Regions from separate parts of the Anser cygnoides genome. Here region 1 is linked to region 2. A link is a contact called in public Hi-C data. All regions are on one chromosome and are shown on one strand. The core of a region is the stretch at or near the end of the contact, and the rest is flanking DNA. Distances in the headings are between cores, read along the strand shown. Region 1 holds the start of BTG1 (BTG anti-proliferation factor 1). Region 2 has its middle 87 kb from the start of PLEKHG7.

What was found. A called contact is a pair of places that touch in the nucleus more often than the background predicts.
Region 1: a contact with region 2 is called in a Hi-C map of liver, with 5 times the contacts expected there. The contact joins the promoter of BTG1 here to the enhancer-like site in region 2. A contact is called at or near these places in 3 of 7 Hi-C or Micro-C datasets (all in liver).

Annotation. Positions count from the first base shown.
Region 1 is chr1:49,478,304-49,481,484 of Taihu_goose_T2T_genome, forward strand. It overlaps BTG1 (BTG anti-proliferation factor 1), which reads left to right and starts at 1,744. Exons shown (of 2, transcript XM_048061167.2): 1 at 1,744-2,120; 2 at 3,039-3,181. The coding sequence starts at 1,973.
Region 2 is chr1:49,364,979-49,368,151 of Taihu_goose_T2T_genome, forward strand. No RefSeq gene overlaps it. Among named protein-coding and RNA genes, the nearest start is that of PLEKHG7, 87 kb to the left of the region's middle. Within about 2 kb of position 1,828, at least 2 of the 3 cell types and tissues checked have open chromatin away from gene starts, as enhancers often do. A contact at or near this core is called in liver, where this site is marked.

The sequences.
Region 1 (3,181 bases), core at 494-2,993, 110 kb after region 2:
GTAATGGTTCAGAAGCAATCAAAACTATCAGAACTTCTTGACTGGCGAAATGGTCTGAATTTATTGAATTGCAGGACATTTGAGTGAAGACCTTTGATAAAGTTTAAAAAATAAAAATAAAAAGGAAAAAAAATGAAATCTCTTCCTTTCTCACAGAGTGTGGGATGAGGTGCATGCTGCCATTTTCTTCATGTAAAATTAAAGTACGATGATTCAAATCTGATCTGAACAGTCTTGCTCTCCATAACAGCTGTGGCAAGCTGAGGAGAGCTTGTTAAACCTGTTTTAGGGTGCTCCTACATAAGACCACTTATCTACTTTGGAGTTCCTAAAACTCCCTCTGAGTGTTTGATGCAGGTTGGCACTAAGGAGGGGAGATGAGAAACTGGCCCAGATGAAGCTCGGATCCAAGCATGAGTGTAGCACTTGCCACCTCTGTTACACTCTTTTCTTTCTCTCTTTTTTTTTTTTTTTTTTTTGTTAAAGTATTTCCAGTAGTTATTTTGTTGTAATTGAGACGCTCTGACAATAAGGCCAATTTTGTACAAGAGAAGTGGGATTTTCCTGTAGGTTGACTGACCTCGTTGTAAAGGAGAAGAGAGTCATCTGCTGCTTTGAGGTCTGAAAGGAAACAGCAAACACCAACCTATGCGCAGATCAGAAATGGCTGCTCTGGCTGTTTCTTACACATGCTGGGGAAGCACTGGGGAAGAAGGGAGGGCTGATACCTGTGGAGCAGCAAGAAGAGGGGTCAGCCTACCAGCTCCTCCCTTCTCACAGGACAGGACAGCCTGTGATCACTAATGAGATATATTCAGAGGCTGGTGGCGGAACAATAGATGAGACCGCGCTCTGAAACTACACCAAGGTTTTTAGTATGCAGTAAAGCCGTGGATTTAAGCTCCCAAGATTATCTTTTGAAGTTATTTTGCACATCTCCCTTGTGTATAGAGAGTCAAAGACAGAGTCCCTTGAGGCATTGAGCTCCTGAGCGCAGAAAAAAGACTGAAAGCGCTACTCAGGTACATCTCCAACATCACAGAACCCAAAGTGCCGTATTTTCACCTTTTATTTAAATTATTTCACAGATTTATTTTTATGTAGTTCATTATTTAATTGCAAAGACATTTTAGTGGTGAAAAAAAAATATTATTATTTTTAAATGTGCCTCTAACGGTCGTGTTTCTGCTCTCCGACTGGAAGCAGCATACACGTAAACACCAGGCTGTATCGCATTTGCACCTTCGCATAGGGGCAGGGTGTGCAATAACCGAGGGGAAGAGCGAATTGTCCACCTAAAAAAAAAACAAACGCTACACGTCGAGCTTTCCACAAAATACGTTGCTCTTTTCATCTCCCCTTTGATTTTACACTCGGGGGTGGCTTTACCCTCTTGCTTCTCCTACCCTCCTCCGGCAACAGCCCGCCCGGGGCCGCGCTCCCGCGGGCCGTGCCGCTGACGTGTCGCTGCTCTCCCCGGATACAGCGCGGCGCCGTGCCCCGCGCGCTCCCCCCCCTCCCCCCCGCGCGCTCCCGAGCGCCGCGCGCCCCCGCTCTATTTGTTTACAACCGATTACGTCACCCCCCCTCCTCCCTCCCTCCCTCCCTCTCCTCTCCTCGCGGTCCCTGCCCCTCCCTCCGCCCAGCTCCGTCACAATGGTGCGATCGCCCCATTGGCGGCGACGCGCCCCCGGTGCCCTGACGCCACTTCCTGCCGCGGGCGGCTATAAGAGGCGGCGCGCGGCGGGCGGCTCCCTTCGCCCCGCGCCGCAGGAGATGCGGGCAGCGCTGCCGCGGCCGCCGCCGCTGCCGCCGTGCCGCAGGAGGAGGAGGAGGCGGAGGCTGCCGCCCCCGCCATGTGAGCTGGGCGCCGCCGCCCGCGCCTCGCCCAGTTAGAGCCGAGCCCGAGCCCGTCCCGTCCTGACCCGACCCGGCCCGTCCCGACCGAGCGCCCCCGCCGGCCGCCGCCTCCATGCATCCCGCCCTGTACACCCGGGCCAGCATGATACGCGAGATCGCCGCGGCCGTGGGCTTCATCTCCAAGTTCCTGCGGACCAAGGGGCTGATGAACGAGCGGCAGCTGCAGACCTTCAGCCAGAGCCTGCAGGAGCTGCTGGCAGGTGAGGGCGGCGCGGGAGCCGGCACCGCTCCCCGCATCCCTGTACGCGGAGCCCCCCCACGCCCCCCCCGATCCGCCCCGCCCCGCAGACAAAGCCGGCGGAGCCGCCGCCCGGCCGCAGGGCCCCCGGCTCGCTCTCGGGGCCGGTTTCGTCCCGTAAGAGCCGTCGGGGCAGGACGCGGCTCGGTTCCTCTTCTGGAAGCGTCGCGCGGCCGCCCTCACGCTCGGGTTGGGGTCGGTAGCGCCGGGTTCCTGGCTGCCCCCTGGGCTCTGTGACACCCAGAGCGGGTCCCAGGCGCTCCGGGCAGGGGCCAGTGCCTTGCGCCGCGAGTAGCGCCGGGCTTGGGGTGTCGGGAGGGGTAAAACTCCGAAGGTAAGTGAAGCCATGGGTACCTCGCCCTGGAAAACTGGCTGGGAAGAGCGCTGGTGAAATACAGCTTGAGTCAATAAATGCTGCCCGGCTGCTTCCCTGGTTATTTTTAGTCACTCTTACGGCGTGAGGAGCTAAGCCTGGCTGCGACTCCAAAATTATGCTGAAAAGGCACTTTTTAACCTTGGTTTATGGCGTTTCAAGGCCCTCAAACTTCTCCGCTTTGTGTGTTAAATCTTCGTTACATTTGTTTTTGTGAATACTAGGAAGTTACGTTTCACTCCTTTCAGATGGCAGACATTGTTCTCCATGTATGGTAGGATGAAACAATAACTTTGTGCATGCGTGGTCCCCAAGGGACCCTGCGTTTATGTAAATTGTCAGCAAAATAGAGGCCACGATGATTTTTCAGGTCACTTGATTCTAAAATAATAAGCGTCTCAACATCTAGAGTTGTGAAACTTTGCAAGAGAATGCTGATTGCTGCACAGCTTTGTGAAGACAGAATTAAGGAGGATAATCTTCTTTTTTTATTTATTTATTTTATAGAACATTACAAACACCACTGGTTCCCAGAAAAGCCATGCAAGGGATCAGGTTACCGATGTATCCGGATCAACCATAAAATGGATCCTCTCATTGGACAGGCAGCACAGCGGATTGGATTGAGCAGTCAGGAACTGTTCCAGCTT
Region 2 (3,173 bases), core at 578-3,077:
TATCAAATGCTGATAGGCCATATTGTTAGAGCTGATCTCAGAAGTGATGTAGGTCAAATGGATATTGCACATTCAGTAAAACTTCATCGGCGTGGTCTACCTCGCAGTAAAAGAACAGTCTTTATTCACTTCTGTAGAAACAGAATCATGTCCTGCTCAATCTTGAAAAAGTGAAATGTAAAGAGATGGGTTTCTCCAATCACTCTGGTAATTGTGATGTTGGCATTCGGAACCCAATGCAGGCAGGGGAGTCCACAGGAGTTTCACTATTGACTGTAATGGTGAGTGTCTGGGATTCTTGTTTGAGCCTTTCTCAGCGCACAGTAACCCCTGCCACGGGAAACCACTTTGTTTGGCTGTATTTTAACCCCTGCTGGTAAACAGTAGTTTGAAATACCACCAGAAATGGCAATTGTTGGCAATGTCAGTGCTTTGGTGAGATGAAGGGGAGTGGCTAAACATTTGTTTGACTGAAAACATGATAGCATCCTTCCACAGAAATGTATTAAGCCGAATGGCATAGACAAATGACCAGTTCACACCTCCTGCCACTTTTTGTGATGAACAACCTAACTCAAACATGGTTGGGAGAGAAAGGGGAGGGAGAAGTGAGAATGAGAACAGTCTCTGAATCAATATCTGTTTTTTAAGGATATTTCTGAGAACTGTTGTTTTGGGAGTTATTCATTTCTCTGATTTATTCATTTTCCTCCACCTGGAAAAAAGAAAAAAATAAAGGTATTGTAAGCATCAGTGGGAGGGTGAATAGCAGGACAGCTCTTGCTGGACTCCACTGCATTTGCCCCTGCCTCCCCCAGCTGGAGAATCCAACAGCTGTCTTCATAAATACTGTCACTCAGGATTTGAATAGTTTTACATAATCTGGTCTGGAGTGGGGAATCCAAGCTTTTTACTGGTCAAGTGGCAGGTGGGGAATTTAAGCTTCTATAATAGAGCCACAATTGCTGCTCCCACAGGGATTTTCTTTTACTGTCTATTGTTTTATTATAAGCTCCAAAGTAAAGACCCCAGGATTAAAGTGGGGGCTGGGGGAGATATACTCTGAAGGTTGGAGTGTGAAGATGGAGTGGAAATCTGGGTCTATCCTGCTGATGCTGCACTGGCCCAGATGGGTGGCCTGCGTGCCCTGTTTGTGACCCCTGTGCTGAGGAGGAGAAGTGTTTATAGTGCTGGGTCACCAGCTGACATGAGAAAAGGAGAAGCAGCTATTTTAGTTATGGGACTTTGGTTTTAATTCTCGCTCTGTCTCTGTCTCAATATCAAAATACATGCCTGGCTCTTCATCTTTTCCCTGCTCTGACCACGGCTTATGCCTCTGCCACCACGGCGTCACTGGAGGGATGGCCATTCCCAGGCAGCCCAGAGGCCCTGCTAGCGCAGCCCCTCATGGTCCCACAGCTCACCCACCCCCACTGAGGGCCTGGCACAAATCAGATGGCAGCATCTGAGGGAAATCACAACTGGGGAGATGTAGATCTAAGACAACATCAAAGGAAGTGCGAAGTACATTGCTTTATAATCACACAGGTGCAGTACAGTGTGGGTTTTTCAGAATAATAGCTCGCTGCTGCTGTGTAAAGCATGCCAGCCTTGAGCAAACACGGTAAACTAAACAGTGCTGGGATTAAAGAGAAAAGTACATATTGCCTTGCTCACGCTTAACTGGCCATCCCTGTTGTTTGCACTGGCTGTGACGTCAGCCTTCAGGTGGGGGCATGTTTGCATGTTAGAGCTCATGGAGCCGGGCTGCAAGGGGCCTGCCCTCCGGCCTCCTCCTTCCTCCGTGGCACTGGTTCCAGCCAGCGTGCCCAGGCCAGCCTGCCCCACGCCAAGGCCCCACGCCAAGGCCAGCAGGGTGATGAACTGCCTCTACACAAAGCAGACTTTCATTCACTGGGAACAGGTGCAAAGTGTCCTTTTGTGTGAACAGCTGGGAAAGCTGTAACCCTTCCCCTGCCTGCGCTTTGCGTTGGTGCAGGCTCACGCTGCAGGAGGAAAAGGGTCAGAAGATTTCAAGCAATGTTTTCTACGCCCACCCACTTGCCTTGGAAAAACTGCCTTTGACTCGTATCACCAAACAGCTTGCTTTTTATTTCTTTTTTCTTTTTTTTTTTTTTTCTTTGTCTTCACTGTGTACAGAGCTGCTCCACAATAAAAGCTGATTTTAAATGCCTCGCTACACAAAGTAATTTTCAGAAGCTTACCTTTGCCTTGCAAAGGAGCTGCATACACGTTCTGGCATCTGCTGCTGGGAGTCAGTCAATGGCTTTGAGGTTGGTCTTTGGCTATGTCCTCCACTGGACTCTGGAGTTCAGTGGAGAGTACTAGTTACTCTTTTCTTGCCCTAATGGTGAGAGACATTGGTAATGAAGTCCTCACTCCTGTCAAGCATGCAACTACATACTTAAGACACGTAGCAATAGTTCAGTGAATTCAAATTAAGTTGTAGGCTGGCCATTATCACAGGAACAAAAGGAAATAGGCACCCAAGATCCCATGCATCTCAGTGGGGAGGATGATTTAGTAATAGTAATATAGTTAAAACCCAAAGCAGACCATTATGTTTCTTTGGTAAAAACCTTTCTCTTATATTAGATTCAATGCAAGAACATTTTTATCAGATTCTTTGCATTTAAAAAAACTGTGATATATTTTTATTTCCATAAAAAGGAAATAAGGAAGAATAATGCCAAGGTGATGCCAAGCACATAAAAAATGAATGCAAAATGACCTAAGCTAGTGGGACAAGTTAAGGAATTTAGTAGCAGAGCAGCCAGTAAATTACTGGTTTTGAAAAAGCATATTATTTTGTGGGTAACCATCTATAACAATTTTCCTTGATAGTTATAAATTGGCTATATGTATTCAGCGGGAATTTCATAGCATCTTTAAAATCTAAAAGATCCTCTAAGTTAGCTGAAATGACATATTGAAAGCCAATGTAAGTGCCAAGCAATTGGTTATATGACAGAAATTTAAAATTAATAGACTTTGGTAAGCCAAGAGAATTATCGACTGCTCTCATTCTTGCAGTGCTTTTTCTTACAAAATACTCTGCCTTGTACATAACAGGAAGACAGATACATGTGTCAGCATAATATCTCACATCAGCCTGGGAAATCATTGACATCAAAAAGATGGTTATTAAAATT